Regions from separate parts of the Anas platyrhynchos genome. Here region 2 is linked to region 1. Evidence: chromatin contacts called from public Hi-C data. All regions are on one chromosome and are shown on one strand. The core of a region is the stretch at or near the end of the contact, and the rest is flanking DNA. Distances in the headings are between cores, read along the strand shown.

Region 1 (7,099 bases), core at 2,037-4,536:
GCCCGTTGGGACCCTTGACTGCCATCGGGGGGGTGTCGTAGACCTGCAGAGGGACAGAACGGGGTGTGAGGAACACACAGTTCCTCCCTGGGGAGGACAGAGGCAGCCCCAAAGCCCACCCAGCTGGGGATCCCCGGGTGGGATTTCCCCGCGTTGTACCCCAGCGTCTCCTCCAGCTCCTGCCCCGCCACCCCCAGGAGCAGACCCACCTCCTGGCTGACCTGGCTGGGGAGCCCGCCGCGGACGGGCGGCACGTCGTAGATCTCCTGGGAGCCCGAGGAGTGCAGGTGGCGGGGAAAATCGTATTCATCCTGCTCCCCCTTGGGCGAGTCGTAGACGTACACCTGCCCCACGCGGCTGGGCAGCAGGACCTAGGAGAGAGGGGAAAGAGCCGGGTTTGGAGCGTCCCCTTGCTCCGGCATCCCCCACCCTCCATCATCCCGAGCCCGTTTGGGTGCTGGGTGAGGAGCTCGGCAGAGCCCATCTGGGTGCCCACGGGAGGGCGCTCCCCGGCCAGGCGTGCCGCTGTCACCACCAGGCTGTGCGGTGACGCCGGGGGGACGGAGATGAGATCACCAGTTATTTATAGCAGCGAGCCTCGGCTAGAGACAAAGCCCAGCCGGCACGGCCGCGGTGTGCAAACGGCAACGGTGACCTGGAGATTAATTTGGGCACCGAGCCGCAGGCCGGGATCTGCCAACGCCCGGAGGGTTCGGTGCCCGCTGCGCCACCGTGTCACGGTGGCACCACGGCCTTCCTGGCACGGAGCGGCCGGGGGAGCTTTCAGGATGCCCCACGCCACGGGGTGAGAAGCCAGTGCCCTGTCCGTGAGTCACGGGGCTTGGCAGCCCCGCTACGCCGGCTGAGTCAGGGCTGCCTTCCTGGAAACCACACTGCGGCACGGCCGAAAGCGCCTCGCTGCCCTCCCCGGGACAAGGAGCGTCCTGGCACGGCGGCGAGGCACTGGCACCGGGTGCTGCGTGTTCCCAGGAGGGAGGACACATCTCGGCAGCACCGCAGGTACCGCGGGTACCTCCCTGCGCTGGACGCGGCACCAGGAGGGGCTTCGCCAAGCAGCGCTTTGGTCATCCCAACATCTCCGTGGACGTGCCCTAAATAATACCCACACCAAGGGGCCAGCAGGACCCGCGAGCCGTGCCAGGAACCCACAGCAACCAGGGCATCCCACCCCAGTGAGCACCCCCGGTTACCCACTCCTGTCACCGGCACAGGGAACGATGCCCACGCCTCCACAAGGTCCAGGAGATGGCACCGGGCAGATAAACCTGACCATGGAGCCCAGCAGCCCCGGTGCCCACCAGCCACCACAGAGCACAGTGCAAACAGACCCCAAACAACCCCCGACCCCCACCCGAGGCAGCATCCAGACCCCCAATCCTACCTTTCCCGAGGGCTTGTGCCCTTCCCAGCTCCTGCTGTCCAAAGACGGGGGCACCTGGTAGATGTCTTGAGCCTGGCCCACCGAGGGAGGGACCTGGTATATATCCTGGGGGGGGCTGGCAGAGCCCACGGGGTACGCGTCCGCCGCTTGGCTCAGGGACGGGGGCACCTGGTAAATCTCCTGCCCGGGGCTGGGGAAGGCGTGGGGCGGCGTCTGCTTCGGGTAGGCGGGCGGCTGCTTAGCCGGGGCCGGGGGAAACTGTCCGGTGGGCGCCGAGCCCGGGTAGAGGCCCTGCTGTCCCTTGCTAGGGACCGGCATCAGGTAGACATTGTCCCCTTGGGGCGCGTAGGCAGGGTGCATGGGGGTGTACTGCGAGGCGGGCGACAGCGGGACGTAGCCCCCTTGGTGGTGGTAAGGCAGGGGGGGCTGCGGCACCGGGGGCTGCGGCGCTGCCTGTCCTTGCCCCGTGCCGGCCGCTTGCTGCTGCTGCTGCTGCTGCTGCTGCTGCTGCTTCTTGTCGTACATGCCCACCAGGATCTTGAGGCGGTTCCCCGGCACGATGCCCTGGCGGCCGTGGAGGGAGCAGAGCCACCAGCCGTCCAGCCCCTGCGTGTTGCGCTCCAGCACCGTCATGATGTCGCCCTTGCGGAAGGAGAGCTCGTCCGGGGACTCGGCCACATTGTCGTACAGCGCCTTGGCCAGCACGTTCTGCAAGACAGCCCCGCGCCGGGGGGGTGAGGACGGCAGGTCGGGAGTCATCCCGGGATCCCAAAGCCTCCCTGGTTCCTCCACCGCCTCTTGGGTGCTTGGCACAGCGGGGACCGAACCCCGAGGCTCTCCCGCGTCCCCCCTCGTGCCGCTCGCCCTCCGCCAGCCGCCTCTTCCTCCCCACTCCAGTTCAACCCATCCTTCCCGGAGGTGGTGCTAGGAAGGGGCCGAACCCTTCTGCGTCCTGGTTTCGGGGACCTCCTCTGCCTTTCCCTCCCCTTCCCGCCGGGGAGGAAGTGCCAGGGCCGTGACTCAGCCAGGGCCGGAGAATTCCCCACCGGCTGCCGAGCGAGTGGAGGGCACGCGAGCACCGTGGCCCCCGGGGACGTGCACCCAGGGCTCGTCCCTCGTTGGGCCCCGGTGCCCGTGGTGCTGCCCGGCCCCATGGCAGATGTTGGGGTGCCATGAGCGTGGCGTGGGCGCACCTGCGGAGCTGGTGGCAGGGCTCGGGGGCTCCTTGCCGTGGCCTCCTTGGGGAAAAGCGAGGCTGAGGACAGAGCAGGGGGCTTCTTGGCCCCCGGCACGCGGCGTTGAGCCCGCTGAGGGCTACGGGAACCGGGTCCCGGGGTGTGGGGAGCCCCCGCAGCCAGCCCCGTGGCACCGCCGCCTGCCCGCGCCCCGTCCGAGGCTGTGCCCAAGAGCGAGGCCGCCCCAGCTCCTAGGACACCCCCTGGATGTGCCCCCGGGGGGGTCGAGCACCAGCTCCCCCCCCCCACCCCTTCCCCACATGGGCCCAGCACCCCCCTGGGGTGCCCCAAAATCCCCCCCCAGCACCCAAACCGAGCGACCGCGGGTAGGGCCGGGGGGGCTGCGCCGTGCCCCCACTCCCCCCCAGACCCCCCCCAGCGCCCCAAACCCGGCAGGGGCAGGGGGAGAGGGGCGGTGCTGCCCCCGCTCTCACCAGGTAGTTCATCTTCCCCGCTCCCCGCGGCGCTGCGGCGGCACAAAGCGGCGGGGCCGGGGCCGGCGGCGGGGCCCGAGCGCGGAGCAGCGGCGGCGGCGGCCGCCCGGAGCCGGGACCGGGGCCGGGGCCGGGGCCGGGGCCGAAGCCGAGGCCGAGGCCGGGGCCGGGGCCGGGGCCTGCGTGCGGAGGGCGGGCGGGCGGCGCTGCGGCGGTGGTGGCGGCGGCGGCCCCGCCGGAGGGATCATTCCAGCGCCCTGCCAGCAGCGGCCCCGCCGGCCCCGCTCCGCCCATGGGCTGCGCCCGCACCGGCGGGAGGCGGCGCCCGGGCGGGAGCGAGCGGGGGAGCGGAGGCGGAGGGGGACCGGGAACGGGGTCCTCGCTTGGGGTTTGGGGCTCCCCCGGTGGGGTTTGGGTGCCCTCCTTGGGTTTTGGGCGCCCCCGTTTGCGCTTGGGCTCCCCGTTGAGTTTTGGACGCCCCCCTTGGGTTTTGGACACCTCAATAGGGTTTTGGAATCCCCCATTGGGTTTTGGATGCCCCCATTGCGTTTGGGCTCCCCGTTGGGTTTTGGACGCCCCCATAGGGTTTTGGGCTCCCTGTTGGTTTTTGGACGCCCCCATAGGGTTTGGGGCTCCCCCGTTGGGTTTTGGGTGCCCTCCTTGGGTTTTGGACACCCCCATTGCGTTTGGGCTCCCCGTTGGGTTTTGGATGCCCCCATAGGGTTTTGGGCTCCCCGTTGAGTTTCGGATGCCCCCCTTGGGTTTTGGACACCCCCATAGGGCTTTGGGCTCCCCCTTCATTTTTGGACATCCCTGTTGGGTTTTGGACTCCTCCATTGCGTTTGGGCTCCCCGTTGAGCTTTGGACACCCCCATAGGGTTTGGGGCTCCCCATTGGGTTTTGGACGCCCCAATAGGGTTTTGGGCTCCCCCGTTGGGTTTGGGCTTTGGGGTCAGGCTGCGAGGGGCCAGCTCGAGGCGCATGGAGCGTGTGCCAGCTGCTGTTGGCTTCTCCCACCCGTGTCCCATCCCGATGCCACCCCAGCTGGAGGCTTGGGCACGATAACCCCGCTGGAGGCAGTGGCGGGGGCTGCGGTCGAGCCCGCAGACCACAGCCGGAGGTCGGCGGCTTCCTCCCAGCGGGGCCGGGAGCTCGCAGCGCTCGGCGTCCCCAGGCAGCGGCTCCCCGAAGCTGAGCCTGCCTGCGGAAGGCACCGAGGGGTGGTGAGCGCCCTGCCCTGCCGGGATGCTCGGTGTCACCCTCGGGGACACGCTGCCCGGCCCATGGTGGCCCCATCCCAGCCAGTGCCCGGAGCAGGATGCTCGCGGCGCAGCACGGGCGCTTAAAAGCAAGCAGGAATTTTTAATTTCCCCTCCCTGTGGCAACGCTCTGATCAAAGCGGCCCCGTGCCGGTATTTGATCCCGGCCATTTTTGCTGCTTCGGAGCCAAAATCGCTGCTTGCATCTGAGGAGCGCCCCGAGCTGGCAAAGGCTCCTGCAAGCCCCGTGCCTCCACTGGGGAAGCACCCGGGGGGCCACAGGCACGGGCAGGTTCCCTTCTGCTTCTCCCACCTCAAAGAAAATGAAATGCTGAAAGGAAAGTTGAAAAATGCGGAGTTCTGGGGGCCCTGGGGTTGCGCAGAGCTGCCGCAGCTCATCCCGCGCTGCCGGCGGTGGGTTTTGGCAAGGGGCAGAGCTGCACCAGCACCGTGCCTGGCCGGGGGGGGGTATTTAACCTCCCCCCACCCCGCTCAGCACCCCAAATCCGTGTCCTGCAGCTGGGGGACGTCGGCCCCAAACGGAGCGACCGGGGGCACATGGCTTTGGTGCAGCCCACCCCAGCAGGCACCTGAACACAGGGCTGGGCATTTCGGGAGGGGGGATGCTGCGTTGCCCCAGTGACAGTTGCTATGGAAAAAGCTCAGCGGTGAAATTTCCAACATTTTCGTGTGGCCGTCGTCATTTCTGGGAGTCCCCCGCATCCGGAGGGGCAGGCACAGTGGCTCCACTCAGAGCAAGCTGCTGCGGTGCCCACAGGGTTTTCCTGCTTTTCCCTCTGGGTCCTGGCTTGGGAAGGTGTTGGAAGACCCCAAATCTTGGTGTCACCTGCATGGGGCCAAGAAGAGCAGGGCCAGGCCAGGGGGGTGTTTTGGAGAGCTCAGCCTTTACCCAAGCCGGGGCACGGCTCCAGGGGACCAGGACATTGGGGAAGGGTGGCACTGGGACGCTCGTGGGGCTCGTGGAGCCGTCCCCAGCGGGACCAGAGGCATTTGGTCGCCTGCACGCGGCTCCGTCCTTCGGAAAGCTGCCTCCTGGAGCAGCAATAGGATTACACGGGACTGAGTCTCCTAGCAATGAACGGATAAATAAATCCTATAAGGCAGTAGGGGATTTATTAGACTTCAATATTCGGGAAATAATGAGGGCATTTCTCTTGGCTTGTAATATCACGGGACCCAACAGGATCACAACAAGGCTTTATCCCCGTGCCTTTCCGTGGCGTCGGGCAGGTTTTCAGCCGCGGGGACGAGAGGCAGAGCCCTTTTCATGAGGTTAAACCCAGCCCTGCTCCTTCCCAACAGGGCTGAGACCCCAGGATGGTGTTGGGGACCAAAACGGCAGAGCTGGCAGCTTTTCCCTGGGGGGGGAGAAAAGCCATTTTCCTATTCCTCTGCAGCCCGCGGTGGCGATGCGGAGCCGGGATGGACCCCGTAACAGAGCGCTGGGGCAGGCGCACACAATCGCTGCCTTGTTCGGGGCCGAGAGCACAAGGGGCCCGTTCAGGCGGCCGGGGCCGGGAGCTGGGCAGCGCTGGTTGCCCCCCGTGCCGAAACGCAGGGCCCGGCCCACGGAGGATGCAGCGGCCGCACGGAAATTCAGCAGGAGCGTGGGCTGGGGGGCTCCGGGCTCCGCTCAGGGCCGTGCACCGGGGCCGGCCCCTTTGTGGGAAGGCCGGTGATGGAAATAGCGAGCGGAGTGGTTTTGTGTTGGCTTTTTGTTGTTTTTTTTTTCTTCTCTTCCTAAGCAGCCGAGCTGTGTTTTCTGGAGCCCTGTAAATCACTCCTCGTCTTCAGGAAAGAGAGGCGAGGAATACATGACCCAAGCGAGGAAAAACGCAGGACGCTCGGGAGCGCTGGCGGAGGAAGCCAGAAATGAGCCCTGGGCTGGAGCTGCCCCCTCCAAACTGTCCCCAGGGAGCAGAGGGGCTGGGACAGCCGGCACCTGGGCAGGGACAGCGTGGGGACAGCTCGGGGACAGCTCGGGGACAGCTCGGGGACAGCTCAGGGACGGGCCACGGAGGCAGCGGCACGCGGAGACCCAGCCCGGCACAGCGGGGAGCCGTCAGCCCGCTGGCTTCCAGCAGGTCAGGTTGCTTCCAAGATCTCAAAAACATCCACGTTCGCTCAGCCGAAGAGAAACGAGCAGAGAGAACGGGAGCGTTATGGGGCTGGCAGGAACCGGGGAGCCCCGGGGTTCCCAAATCACCAGCGTGCCAATGGGGGGGACTGGTGTCAGCCCCATCGGTGCCGGGGAGCCTGCAGGGAGCTGTCTGGGGGCAGGCGGTGGGATGGGGAGGATTTCTGCTCAACCTGGGAGCTTACACACCTGCCTGCCATGGGACCGGGCTGGGCTAGGTGCCTCTGGTCTTCTTTAGGTGCTCCAAAATCCCCCTGCTCCATTCCCATGCAATATCCCCTGCGGCCATAAAGCTCGCTGGCACAAGGGCCAGCTCCTGCCCGGCTGGCCGTGCTGCAGGGAGGCTGCTCCGGGCCCCCAAAATGCTCACAGCCATGGAGGCTTCCGCTCCTGGGACACAAATTGTCCTGCAGCACCATCAGGGGGGGATCCCCACGGGGATTTGGGGCACCCTGAGCGTGTCCCAGTCTCACCGACCCCTCGCAAAGCTCCCTCCTGCTGTTACCATGACCAGTTTGGGAGCGTCGGCGAGATGCGAGCGTTTCCCAGCCCCTTTGTTTTGTTTTTCTCAAATCTCGGGCTCAGTGCAAGCAGCTCGGTAACAGCTCACC
Region 2 (6,449 bases), core at 3,777-6,276, 34 kb after region 1:
AGAAAGGGTGCCGGGGGGTTGTGTTTTCCAGGGATTTGTGTTTTTCTCATTGCTCCTCAACACAGATCAGCAGAAGGAGCCAGGGTGGGCTCGTAAAGGCGCCGTGGTCCCGTGCACGCTGTCCAAAGCTGCTTCAGGCTAAAGGAGTCTGCGATGGTTTAGTCTGCCAGCGTGGATGGGACTGGACCGCGCTCAAAGCCCTCCTCTTGTTCCAGGCAGGGAGCTGCCTCCAAATAACCTTCTTGAATGACTTGGGACCCTGCACTTGTACTGGCTAAGAAATAAACGAGCTGATTCAGGCCCCATCCCGACACAGGGGTTAGGATGGAGCCCACCAAGTCCCCAGCTCCTGAGCTCCTGGGGCTTCCAGCGGCATGAGGGGCTCGGATCTTCCTCCTCTCCTTACAGCACAGACAATAAAAACCCTTCCCAACATGCAGATTTCCCTGTGTACTCCACGTAGCTGTAACCTACGGCACCCTCAAACCTTGGTGTCTGCCTGGGAATCCGACTGCTGGAAGCTGACCAGGCTCACGCTGCCAGGGCTGAGCCCCTGGGGCTTGCCCGCAGCACAGGAGGTGCAGAACGGGGAGGAAAAGCAGAGCAAGAGGGACTGGAGACAACTGCAGGCTTTGCTTTGGGAATCCTGCATGGAGCATTACTTGGGAGTTTCCAGGACCACCCCAGGATGCTTTGTTTGTAAGTTTGATGCAAAGACTTGAGGATTATAGCAGCAGTGGCTGATATCCAGCCCCTCCCCGGCGCATCCCGCAGCAGACAAAGCAGCAGCTCTGGCACAAAGACGAGCGCGTGCCGGGAATGTGCCAACTTCTGCCGGGGTTTGCAGCCCCGGGATGCCACCGCGCTCCAGGTTTTTCCCAGCCTGGGGCAGAGCCCACATGGATTTACGTTCTGGGTCCTGCCAGCATGATCTCACCGCCTCCTAAAGGAGGAGAACGGCCAGAAGAGGACATGGCCAAAGAGGACACTGGTGTATTTGCTTACGGGCATCATACTGGACATTCATTGCAGGTGACTTCAGCAGCCAAGGACCACGCAGCACGGACAGCTGGCACAACGCAGAGCAGGAAGGAATGGAAGCTGACTGAGGGGTCCCTGCTCCCCGGGACACAACGACAAGCACAAAATGAAGGCAGGGTAGTTCTTGTGATGGCAGTGCTGGTTGCTTCCCACCCAGCTCCCCTACTGCTGAAGGAAGGAGACAGGAGGGCTTTTCTTCCCAGGAGGTATTCGTAACAAAGAAAGTTGAAGAGAGTCAGCATCCCTCTGACGCAGAGCTGATGGTAAATTAATATTTACCATCATGTGTTACTCCTGAACGCTTTGGAAAAAAGCTACTAGGAAAACTACTCACTGTCTACGTGCAGATCCCCTACTTCTTAACAGTTCATACCTTGCCCTGCAGTCACAGCACTTCTGTTTGGTTGTAAGAGCTCCTGCTAAAACACAACGGTCACAAAACCCTACAGCAAGGAAGGAGACAGCTATCACGTAGAGTCTCCACAGCCAGCCCGAAGCACACGACCTGTCTCGCACTGATCCCTTTGCAGAGGCCATGTAATTCTCTGCAAGTTGTTTTGTTTCCAAAACAAAGGCTACACGCTCTCCTTTGACTTGGGAAAGTAGAAAAAAAAAAAATCCCCCACAACGCAAACAGCCAAACAGTGCTGGCGAGGCTCTCCAGCGCGCGCGTGTGAGCGGGGAGGAAGCGGAGAGCCAGCAGAGAGCCAGTCCAGCTTTCCAAAGGGTTATTGCAAACAGCAGGGAGGGAGAAGGGATTTTACACATTAGGAAAAACACCACAATGGTGCCGAGCTTAAAGCGAACGCTGCACAAGAGGCCCTGAACTGTTCAGCACTTCTCTAATGCAAAATGTGTGTTACAGGGCAGGATGGAGGCCCTGGCAGCGGGGTGGATGCTGCAGGAGTTGTTGTGGCCCGGCACAGAGCAGCGTGCCAGGTGCTGCACAAAGGAGCTTCCACCTCTGGGAATTCACACGTGTATTGGCACGGCAGCACTTTAAATGTCACAAATCCGGGGGCAAAATACACAAAAAAACCTCCTGAACCCTCCTTGGATTTAAGTGAGGGACAGGACTAAGAGCCTAAACACCTCCGTGGGTTCTGGCCTAAGCGACTTGCCGTGCGTCATCCAGAGGGCATGGCCAAGCCAAGGACGTCCCCGCGTACCCGTCCCGGGGGAGTCAGGGCTATCGTGCACACCAGCTGCTTCGCCAGGCTTCCTGCGAGGAGCAATCTGCAGGTCACAGCTGAAGAGGCAGGCACGCTGCGTAGCAGCCGTCCTGGAAGGAAACGGCATGGCCACACCAGAAAAAAAAAAAAAAAAAAAGACTCTTTCGGTGCTCTCCCAAGAAAGTTTAATAAATCTCAGCTTGCATTCGCTTACGCCTCTGCTTTTCCACAACGCTTCGCCGTGCTGGCCGCGGCAGCTCCTGGGGAGCCAGGAGGGTTTGCCTGCCTCCAGCAGCAGGAAGGGGGCAGGGGGAGACGAAGCCTTGAGCTGAATTCCCACCGGCTTTAGGACAGCCACGAGCTGCAATCAGCCAGCCCCTGCTGCGGGTTGGCTTTAACCCCCTCCCTGCTGCTGAGCAGGAAGCCCACCCACCTCCCCACGGCACGCACAGGGGTGACGCACACCGTGGGCTTACTCAGCCACAAGGCACAACAGGCAGCACCTGAACACCAGCCATTTGCTTTCTCCCTGGGTTTTCCAGCCGTCAGGAAGGTGGAAATTTCTCCTACGCTTGCATTCAGGGTTGTTCCAACCCGGCATGCTGCTCTTGAGCCTCCCTGCAGCTTAAAGAAAAAAAAATAATCGTGCTACAGCCCAACACTGCACATGCCCAGGACTTGTTACTTCAAGAAATACCATCATTGTTCTCAGCCCGGGCGGGTTGGCGATGAACAGACGTCTGCATTGTCCACCGGCTGCCTGGGGGCTTACAGCAACAGCACTGGAGTGCAGCTCCCAAAAGGGCATCAAAGCTGCTGCCTGGAGCAGGTCAAAGAACCCTTTATCTACCTTTGCTGATAACCGGTGGGAGACGCTACAAAAAGACCAAAAAGAGAGGGCATAAAATGAGTATTTCTTGGAGATTCCTAGAAAAATGAGTGGTCTCCAGCAGGCATTAAATAAATCAGGTTCCTCAGCTCTCTGCCTTGGGGAGAACCAGCGCCCTTGGGCACCTGGAGAGAGCACAGCCCTGTAATCGACCCAGACAGGGGGTCCCTCAGTGCCCCCAGGACTGTGCTCGCTCCGCAGAGCGCAGTGCCGAGGGCTCTGGGGCAAAGCCAACCGGGCAGCAGCCCAACACACCGGGAAGGCTTTGAAACTCCGCAGATAGGGAAATGAAGCACTCCACGGCTTGGCAGAGCGGATTAGAGCACTCCGGAGAGCCCCAGACAGCCTGCAGCTTGTTCAAGGTGCCCTTTCTGCTCAGCCCGTGCACCAGATCCTCGAGGCTCTGGGCTGCAAGACAGGAATGAGGGGAGTGAAAATCTGGGAGCTTCCTCATCTCCACACCAGGACAGCAAGAGCTGAAGTGCAAGCCAGCCCCCAAACCAGAACCCGGAGGAGGAACCCCCCGGCTGGCACGGCCACGCTCGCTCAGGGACCACTCTGGAAACAAACAGAGGAACAGTTGCAGGGAGTGCTGCCAACCGGAGGGGTTATCGCTCCCTTCGAGAGCTCACATTCGCACCAACACCTCCTTTAAGGCCCAGAGCCAGCATTTTGAGTCGGTAACTTTCCCATTTAATCCTAATTGCTCGACTTCACGTCTTGATCCCCAGCGAGCCAGCCTGGGCTTGCCTGTTTTCTAAGCCTAGCCCTGCACGAGGCTGACAACCCAGCAGCAGATCAAAGTTTTGGCTAACAAACCCACTGGAAAATATTGCTCTGCTGATTTTTCCATGAATGGAGCCACCAGTATGGGATTTTCCATGAATGAAGCCACCAGCAGCACTGCCCAAAAGCAGGGTGCTCCCCTCCACCGACCGTCCCTCCAGCCCCACTTCGCTGGCTCCTTTTTAATGAAGAACGGCTCAGCTGCACTTTTTTTTTTTGTTGACATGGGAAAAAGCGAGGAAAGGGAGTGTGGGAAAGCAAGCTGATGTAACCAACACAAGCATCTGCTACGGGGGAGACGCCGGAGGGACGTGGTGCAGCTCGGTTAATGCGCAAGGAGGCACGATAAAAGCAAAAGAAGGCAGGAGTGGAAACAATCTGCTTGGTAGGCTCCCCCCCAAGCCATGGCACAGCTGGGAACAGGATCCACCTCCAATCCCAAGCTTTAACCTTAAAAAAAAGGCTTCCCCTCTCACCTCATTGCAGCCAGACCGCGGCTAACAGGGGAAGGTGTGGGGGCTTCCCTCCATAACCTTGCGAGGGGCCTGGAATACAAATACAGCTGGCTTCGTTCCCCATTAGCAGTTAATTTCCTCAATCATTTTCACAGAGGGAGAAGGAGAAAACGCTCGCGATCTAAGAGATGAAAGCAAATGAAAATAAGCCTCATAAAAACCTGCGCTGCCCTAAGGGAAAACGGCCCCACGACTTTCATTGGGGAAACTATCAAAGGCCCCGCTCTGGTGGGGGGTTGTTTGTATTTTATAAGACAGATGCTTTAGGGAGTCTAAGTCCTCAAATAGCTGACATTCCTTTCTGCTGAACCTCCAGCAAGGCTGGAAAAAAAGAAACAGCTGATCCCAGTTAGTCCAGCCCGGGGATTCAGCTCAGCCACATCAAGACTGAGGACTGAAGCACAGCATGGAGCCGTACGGGCACCACTGGACTTTTTTCCAACACGATGCCATCACCCCGAGCAAAACCATCCGCACACGTGCTGGCATATCAAGGCTGCAGGACAGCAGGGGCTGGAGCTAGAAATCTCATTCATTTCTGCTGCAAACCAGAGGCCAGGGCAGACGGCGTTGACTCATTCTGCCTGAGAACGAGCACAGACTGCTCCTGGGAAACTATTTGCGAGGAGGATGTGTAGTGCACGTTTCGCTTTCGGTCTGGGACATTGGGTACGGGACTGGCTCCACGAGATCCCAGAGGGTGAGGGCGTTTGGCAATCCTAACGCACAGGCGTGTGGCAATCGGCGTGGGTTTGTGGAGGAGGAGGAGGAAGAAGAGGAGGACCCTTCTCTTCCACACCGACCCAGCCATCGTTTTCCAAATTTCCAAGCTTCCCTTTCCCTGCACACGCAAGCACCTTGCCACGCTGATCCCCATGGGGTAATTAATCCCAGTGCACCTTGCAAATAGGCCAAAGTACTCAAAAAAAAGCACACGGCCTCATTACTGCATTGATTCTGAGTGGATTTGCATGAACCAGTGGACAGACACTAACAAGGAATAATTAAATCAAACCAAAAAAAAAAAAAAGGATTTAAGACCTAAATAGAAATTGTTCACTTGGAGCAGCCACTGCCACATTTAATCTTTCACAACCAAAGTATATGAATAGGAAATAAGTGGAACTAGCTCTAGGGCACACGAATATTGCCCCTGGCTGGTTCATCCTGTTGTGCACAGAGAAATATGCTGTGTACTACTCACGTCCAGACGTTTGGCTGCAGTGCAAGGGGCTGGGACTTCTCGGTCTGAGAGAACAGCACTCTCTGGAGCACAGCACGGGAAGCGCAGGAGGAAGCTGACTGAAATCCCTACCAAGAACAGAGCCATTCAGCTGCTCCAGTGACTATTTAAAAAAATACAACACCTCCAGCTACCCAGAAGGTCGTGATTATTGGCTTTATTTGCATCCCCGTTCAGCCCCTACATGTAAAACGTGCAAGTTTTCGCTAAATAACCAGTTGGTGCTGAGCTGGAATTGGAATGCAAATTCCTGCTTTCTGAAGGAAAAAGGCCTCAGGGGCTGCTGTGAAATGAGGCTGCTCCCCGGAGGCACGAGTGCTGCAGCAATGGCTCAAGATCACCTGAGGTTCGGAGAACCTGAGGAGCCTGTGCCTGCCTCACCAGTGCCCGTTTCAGATCCCAGGGAACCAGTGTTAGACACAAAGGGACCCAGATAGCTCCAGCCAGGTCATGCAGAAGGAGAATCTTTTGCAAGAAAAGCTTCAGATGCAAAGCAGCCTCTAGAAGCAGCCAGGCTCGAGGGGAAGCGTAGCTTCCAAATTACATTAACGAGTCAGATGCTGCAAACAGGCTCAAGGTCCTCCAAGGACAGCACAAGGAGCTGACCCATCCGTCTCCTCCCACCAGGACTGCCACCACTTCTCCTCCCGCACACGAGCTGGGAGAGGAGCCACGCACAGATGTCTTCCTGCCAAAATCCCCCTGCTCCAACAGTAGCACGCCGCACAGTAAATGACTTCCAAGAGCAAAGCCCCGAAGCTTTGCACATCATTTAACGGCCAGCCTACGTGAGCTGCCCTGTT

The links. Hi-C and Micro-C count contacts between places; a contact is called where the count stands out from the background.
Region 2: a Hi-C map of F5 follicle shows a contact between it and region 1, with 2.3 times the contacts expected there. The contact joins the enhancer-like site here to the promoter of BCAR1 in region 1. A contact is called at or near these places in 5 of 8 Hi-C or Micro-C datasets (F5 follicle, skeletal muscle, small yellow follicle and 1 more).

The regions. Positions count from the first base shown.
Region 1 is chr12:13,018,789-13,025,887 of IASCAAS_PekinDuck_T2T, forward strand. BCAR1 (BCAR1 scaffold protein, Cas family member) reads right to left here and starts at 3,287. Exons shown (of 7, transcript XM_072043902.1): 1 at 3,072-3,287; 2 at 1,403-2,110; 3 at 222-371; 4 at 1-43. The coding sequence starts at 3,083.
Region 2 is chr12:13,050,760-13,057,208 of IASCAAS_PekinDuck_T2T, forward strand. The region is part of intron 5 of CFDP1 (craniofacial development protein 1); the gene reads right to left. Among named protein-coding and RNA genes, the nearest start is that of CFDP1, 23 kb to the right of the region's middle. Within about 2 kb of position 5,027, at least 7 of the 8 cell types and tissues checked have an H3K27ac peak or open chromatin away from gene starts, as enhancers often do. A contact at or near this core is called in F5 follicle and subcutaneous adipose tissue, where this site is marked.